Linked DNA regions of Gossypium arboreum: region 2 is linked to region 1. Evidence: chromatin contacts called from public Hi-C data. All regions are on one chromosome and are shown on one strand. The core of a region is the stretch at or near the end of the contact, and the rest is flanking DNA. Distances in the headings are between cores, read along the strand shown. Region 1 holds the start of LOC108483336. Region 2 holds the start of LOC108483564 (phosphatidylinositol-3-phosphatase myotubularin-1).

The links. Hi-C and Micro-C count contacts between places; a contact is called where the count stands out from the background.
Region 2: a Hi-C map of leaf shows a contact between it and region 1, with 4 times the contacts expected there. The contact joins the promoter of LOC108483564 here to the promoter of LOC108483336 in region 1. A contact is called at or near these places in 2 of 5 Hi-C or Micro-C datasets (both in leaf).

The regions. Positions count from the first base shown.
Region 1 is chr1:94,478,645-94,482,543 of ASM2569848v2, reverse strand. LOC108483336 reads right to left here and starts at 1,957. Exons shown (of 3, transcript XM_053029420.1): 1 at 1,734-1,957; 2 at 1,604-1,637; 3 at 1-1,242. The coding sequence starts at 1,221.
Region 2 is chr1:94,815,942-94,819,840 of ASM2569848v2, reverse strand. LOC108483564 (phosphatidylinositol-3-phosphatase myotubularin-1) reads right to left here and starts at 1,993. Exons shown (of 20, transcript XM_017787027.2): 1 at 1,563-1,993; 2 at 1,386-1,454; 3 at 1,059-1,133; 4 at 165-236. The coding sequence starts at 1,673.

The DNA of each region.
Region 1 (3,899 bases), core at 708-3,207:
TGGAAGGTTAAGATTTCCATCTTTGGTTCCATTGGGAATTCCTGAATGAATGCCATTGGAACTTATGTAACAATTTCTAACAGCACCACTATCTACCATACATCCTTTAAAAGGTCCCACTTGAGTAAGTCTATTGCTTCTCAAATGAGGTTTCTTTCCACTAACAGCAGCTGAATGGTTGTTAGTCTGCCAAATCTTGCTGATTTTATCCATTCCAAAAAGTGGTCCCGATCGTCCTGCAGTTCTCCCCAGCGGCCCCGAATGGAAGTTGAAATTTCTGTTCTTCCCGGAAATAGAGCCTGATTTTGGGGTTGAGCCAACAAGTGGCCCTGAATGGAAATAATTTGTTTTATCTGGTGCTGGAATTGGGCCTGATTTAGTGCTAAATATTCCCAACGGACCTGAAGAAAACCTAGGAAGGCTAGTGTTCTCAGTTGGATGAACGGAAGCATGCATTAAGGCAGAAACTGATTGGCTGCGATGCATAAAATCAGAATCCATCACCTTCGAATCCCCAACATCTACCTTGTGTTCAAATCCGAAGACATGTTTGATCCTACTGAATATCATGAATATCGATCTTGCTAAAAGACGAATCGTATAATCATAAGTCTTATTCCAAAGAGAGCTTGCCCGTAGGCTCTTCACTTCATGCTGCTTCAACATAACCTTCTTATGAAATTCAAGCCAACTCTCCTGCACTGAATCACCACTTTTCATCCTTTTTAGTGTTTGCTCGAGATCTGCAAGCAATTCCATCTCTTGATACAAAGTTGCATTCACTGAAATGAAACGTTCCATCTTCTTCACTTTCCTTTCCATCTTCTTCAACGAAAATATCCAGCCGTAAGGGTCGACACCATTCTGGATCAACTCAGTGAAGGCAAGTTCAAAACTCTTCAACCCTGGATCACTGCATTTCTTCACAAGCCTAGCCACAGACTTCGCCACGTGGGTAACATTTTCGACCATTTCTGCACATATCAGGCGCCCAATGTATTCTTCATCTTCGGACACTAACTTTTTAATCCCGACAGAATTCGTGATTTCCTCTCTCAACCTAAAAACCTGCTTATCACTCAAACACTGCCATAAATGCACAAGCTTAGACATCAAGCTCGCAACTTCGAATGCTAACACTCCGATCTCAACCTTCTCAGAGATTCCATCTTGCCTCCGCGGAATTTTCCAAAGATTACGAAACCAAGATTCTGTTACCATCTTTTAGTCCCAAAAATGGATCTACAAAAAAAACAATTCAATAACAAAATCTTTTAAAAAACAAGCCAAGAAATTCAGCATTTTGTTTCACAGATTCTTTCAATTTAAATTCCAAAACCAATTTAAGATCAAGCAATTAAATTAAAAACTAATCAAACTAAATCACCAACCTAGAAATTGATAAATCACAAATTATCTTTTAATGGTTCAATCGCTTGTGATTAACCTAAAAAGTAACACTTTTCAAATCAAAATTGAATTTGTTTTGATAAATTAATAACTCAATTGAACTATGAAATTACCATCAACATAATACCACACAAAGGGTCTTATAAAAGCTAAAATGAAATTCAAAATCAACCATGCTAAACAAAGAACATACCCACAGATTTCAACCACCCAAAACACAGGAAACCCTGATTTCCAAACAGAATAAAACCCCAAACTCAGAAAGAAAATCCAACAAAAAAAGCCAAAAAAAATTAAGTAAAAATGTTGAAAAAAGCACTTACCGATCACATGAAGTGGAAAAAACAACACTCAGTTTCAGAAGCTGCGAAAAGGGGGGAAATAAAAGGGAAAAAAAAAGGGCAAAAAATGGGAAATGAAGAGAAATTTAAGAAAAGATGGAGACGCTGTAGCGAGGAAGGTGCAGTGAAGGCTATGGGCAATGTATGCTTTACTTTCAATTGTTTTTTTAATTATTATTTATTTTATATTTTAAAAAAAAAAAAAAGGGAACAAACCCGAGTGAACATTAAAAGCTTATAATTGTTCGTTTCTTAATAGTCCTTTTACTGTTTTATATTTATTAAAAAGTCCCCACGATTTACACGTTTTCTCACTTTTACTCCATTATATAGTGGAAATTTCGTTAGAGTTAAAAGTACTTTACAGAAAAGCTTTATAACTTGCCAAATTTGACTTTTTTTGTAGCTTTTGTTTAGTTATTACTTTTACTACTTTCTGTTTTTATTTTTAAAATTTATTATTTGTTTAGAATATTTGCATTTAATGCATTACTTTTTTCATGAATTTTTATATAGAAGAATTAAAACTTTAAAATAATATTATTTGATCTGGTATGTAAGTTTCTGTTTTCTCTTTAGTCTTTACCTAAAAAACTAAAATAAATAATAAAAATAACAATTATAAATTAAAATTAAAATTTAAAGTCTTTTATATTTTTTATTATACCCTTAAAATTTTTCCAGGTTGAATAATGATATATGATTAATTAAAAATTGAAAACCTATTTAGTGCAATGAATAGTTTTTCAATTTTTATTAAAATGTTTGATTTTAATCTCCTAATTATATACCATAAAATTAAATATACCTTTAATTATTAATTTTAATAAAAATAGTACTCATTTGACTTTTGATTTAATTAAATTATTAAAAGGTTTGATGATAAGGTTTTGATTTAATTTATTTATTACAAAATTTCATGATAAGGTTGACAGAGATAAGTGTTTTGTGAATAATTTAGATATGATGAGAATGTGCTTTTCATTGGAACATTTTTTTATTTATTTCAACTCCTACATTAAAACAAAAAGAAAATTGATAGGAAATAATTAAAATAATATTTCTTGTTAATTACTTCATTTTTCTTTTATCTAATAAAACTTCTTTATGGTGTCATAATTCTCAAATAAATTTTCATTTACTGTGTAAAATTTTCTTAATCATGATCATGTTATTTCAGATTTTTCTCAAATTTTGATTTTTTTCCTTTTGTACTGTAATGCTTTTAAGATTTTATAATTAAAAATAGTATTTAATTGTTTTTTCTTGATTCGGGTCAATCAATATACTTTTACAAATATTATATATTTATTTGAGGAAAATATTAATCATATTTTTCTTCTTCTATCTAACTAAATTAATAGTATATACCCTATTGAGTAATATTGTCTCGTATCTCATCAATTGAAGCATCCAGGTATTTATACTATCACAACTTGCAACCTGACCCCATTGTTTTGTCTCAACTCCATCATTCCTAAGATTAACATTCTGTGCAGGCTCTAGGCCTGTTGGACACGTGTTTCGTTTTGAGTCGCTTGCAATGTACGTGATCCTCTCTATTCCTTGGACTGACATTCTAAGCAGGCTTTAGGCCCACTAGACGCATGTTTTACTCTAGGTCACTTGCAGAACACGTGATCTCCCTTCTGTGAGCACCTTAGGTATATGCGGACTAGGGCCGCAATCCTCACTCAATTTGTTTGAGCTGGATCCGCAAGCTAGATCAGCAAACTCTCCTATTATCTTCTCGTGCTTCGCCTCGCACTCAATTATTCGGTGGCACCTATTCAAGTCACAGATAACTAACTCGAGTCTTATCTAAAACTTGGATTAGCTATCACTTATATATAACATACCCTAAACAACACATAATGCTACTTATAGTTTAAATTTTCATAACATCAAATAATAAAGTGGTTATATTAAGAATTTAAAGTGGAAGTAGATTATGACATAAAATATATTATAAATAAAATAAAATTTGGTTTAAATGAAAATTTTAAGATTTTGGTAATTTTATTGTTATGAGTTTGAGTCTAAATATTTATGAATTTATTTTGGATTTAAAATTTTTATATATTTTACATAAAAGATAAAAAAAAGCTACCTCATTATAATGGTTGTTGTTTTAGATATAATTATTTT
Region 2 (3,899 bases), core at 744-3,243, 340 kb before region 1:
ACCCCACCCCAGTACTGATCCAAAGTCTCACTTAAGACTCATTCCAACGAACTTCATTTATACTGGCAGGGTCCACATTGAGGTTGTTGCACCATATATTCAAATTGAATCTCCACCTAAGGCAAAGCTCCTATCTCAAGGCTTAACAACAAACAATAACTTACCATTTTGTTGAATTTCTCAATTGTTGCCAGTGGAATGGTACCTAGTGGAACAATATTTCTGGTCCCGTCACTCTTTGGAGAAAAGGAGAAAATTGATCAATTACATTGAAGTTGTAACAAGAATGAATAAATACATGTACTACTAAAGCATACATATAACAGAGATTCATGAATAGTGATGTCATAGAAGTTTTGCAAAATGCAACAGAAATAATGAAGCCCTGCGGACATGCTATTGCCTGTCCATTTTCTATCATCATTATTAACTCATTCGAGCCATTATAATAATTGTCTCTTCTAATACAAATTGCTCGTTCTTTTCTTTGTGAATGCCTTTTGTCTCTTCAAACTCTTATGTCATCTCTATTAAGATGTTTTCATCTTCTCTACATAAACAACCATCATGCAGAATAATTTCATAACAAAACAAGACATCTCATAAAGAAATAATTAAGCATATTAGATTGTGAGATCAACGATTTCTGTACCGATACCAATATCAAATCATACAGTAAGCAAAAACCTATAATTTCCGAATTAAGAGTAATTGGGTGAGATCAACCTAAAACAAAAGTTAAAGCATGATAATTAGACATGGATTAAATTGGAGCATTCAACCTATTTACTTAAAAAAAAAAACCAGAGATTGAACTACATTATTAGATATCAAGTAACTGTGTAAGTTGTTAGGTGCTTAGAATTAGAGCTAATTTTCTATAATCTTACATGTAAATGTAATCTATTTCAAGTTCAAAATATACAAATATATATCCATTCTGCAACCCAGTATCCTTTCACTCACCCAATATGCTAACATGATGCTGTCATATGTTGCCAAAATGCTAGATGGCAACAATTTACCAAATACTAAATTTCATAAGGTAAATGACTCACGAGAAAGAGAAGACGAAAGTTGGTAACAAACAAGGTTCCAGCCTCATCGGTATTAACAAGAACAACACCATGGCCCTGGAAAAAAGAAGTAAATTAAAAATGGCATTACTTATGCTATAAAAATGGCATTACTTACGCTATCCTTTTTATAACAATAAAATTATTTATTTTAAAAAAAATAAATTAAAAATCACTGAATTTCTCGTTTCAGTTGAAATAATAATTTGTGATCTAAATTATTTGTTACAAAATGCCTGCACCAATAATTCAAATTGCGCGCCCACTTAATTCAAGGAATTTAAAACAAAACAAATGATCCTTAATTACCTCATCTAGAACTCGCTCAGCTTCAAGCAAAAACTCGAAATTGGCATGTGAAACCGACCTCGTAACTGGCTGCAATTGAAATTCATTAATGTTTCATTAAAATCGATCAACTAATCAACCCTTAAAAAGAAAACCCTACAATTGGAAACATGAATTTTCCAAAAAGAAAAAGAAAACCTCAATTTTGGTCCATTCAAGGGTGTCCCAACTACCAGCACCGTCCAACCTTTCGCAACCGATAGAAATGTCTCTGGCGGAGACCGATCGGGACGGCCTCGATGCAGCCATAGCCGGTGATTATTGAGTTCAATTTTCAGCGCTTTTTTTAAGGGGGAAAAATGAAAATTAAAAAGTAAAGAAGTGATTGAAAGGAATGATATTGGGGAGAGAAAGTAGAGGAAAGAGACGTGCGGCAAAGGGAGGGTTAAGTTTTCGGCTTTTCGGCATCGCCACATAAACAACAAATGCGTGATGGGTTAGTTTGATGATTTCATCATTCAATTTCGATCCAACAAACCATTTATGTAGGACTCAATTTTACATCTAACCTTGTTTTTGCGGGTGACAGAACCGATCATTCCATTCAATTCAATAATTTATTAAAATAAAATATTAAAAATAATTCAACCTTTAATTCAAATAAAATTTTAATCTAATCTGTTTGATTTATCAGTTTAACCGAATTTTGAAAATTATGACATTCATATCAACCTATATATTGGTTTTCTTAATTAAATAGTTTTCTTTTTCTAAAATTAATTACATGATTCATACCTATAAATGTTAACATGCATAATTTATAAATTTATTATTTTACTTTTCTAATTATGAGTTTGGATTTGTAAGTTAATCGTGATGATGAGATTAGAATCTTGTAGTATGAGATAAAAATAAATTAAATATATTGTAGTGTACTGCCCTGCTCATTTAAACTAACATTAAATCTTAAAGGAACAAACGATTGACTAAACTATTTATTTATAAAGTTTGGATGATATTAATTCATTTACAATTAGTAAAGTTTTGATCAGTTTTATTATTTGTATTATTCAAATTAGTTAATTTTAATTTTGCACTTTTTAAATTTTGGAATTTTAGTTTTATTAAAGGATTATAGTTAAATTTGTTTGATTAATTATGCTATTTGTCTCATATTATGTGTAAAGTTATAGATTTAGTCAATGCTTTCTAACTAGATTACTCTTAATTCTATTTTTCAAAATTTGAAATTATAATCTTATTGCAAAATAGTAGTTGTTGAATCTATTAACTAGTTTTTGAGTAAATAATATGTGAAAATAGTAAATTAATATGGTATTACACAAGTGGCAATATATCTGCAGTATCAAAATTTGGAAATAGCATAACTTGATTAATTTAATAACTACTATTTAGTTAGAACTAAAATTTTAATTTTTTAAAGTATAAGAATGAAAAATAAACAAAGTAAAGTACATAGACTAAATTCACAATTTACGCATAATATAGTGACTAATAACAAAATTTAGTCTTTTTAATTTCTATACTTTTCAAATTTTAAAATTTAGTATTTATGTAAATGACAAGTGACAACTATTAAATCTCTTAATATGTGAAAACAAAAAGCTAACATAGCATGATGTTAATAATACGACAAGAATTGAAGTATATAATCTAAATCTATAACTTACTTGTAATACAAAGACTAATAATATAAATTAATATAAAATTTTTAATTGAGTTAACACTGAGACACCATTACATTTAATTGAGAAAGGAGTAAAAATTCATTTAAAAAATAAATGTATTAAATTATTTATATTTGATGATTTATAATTTTTAAAATAAAATAGTTTAAACCACAGCCTTAAAAGAAATCTTAAATGGGTGGTTTATTTGATTTTGATGTTAAATTTAAAATAGATGAGCAGGTTGCATGCTAATGTTAATATTATATATTTCTTATATAATATTTTATTTATCTGCTAGTGAGTATCACATAATTTAAATTTATTTTATATTTTTAAGTTATAGAGTTGATTAAACTCATTTGATTTTTAAAGATAAAATGTATTAGTTGATGGAATCTTAATTTGATTGGTATTAGTATTGTTGTAAATATAGGAGAACGTGAGTTTGAGTGTACTAAAACGCATTATTCTTCTATTTATGAGTTGAGGAGGAACTATAGATAATTCTAAGTATCATGTCAAAAATATCAATAAAAATATTTACAATACTTCTCTAAAATTTGTATTTATAAACAGTAGAAGTATACATGATATAAAATACTTTATATAATATTTTATGTTTTTTAGACTAACTTAAATGCAATTTTTATTTTATATTAAATAAAATTAAAATTCGTTCATTTGAATAATTGTGTATTCTTAATCGCACATTCACCTTTAATTAGAATTGACACTTCAACAAAATAAAGAAAAAATATATTGAAAACTGATTTATTTTTAAAAAAATTCTCCTTAATATGAGCTTTGTTTAGTCTAATGTTAGTCAAACATTACGAAAAAATTA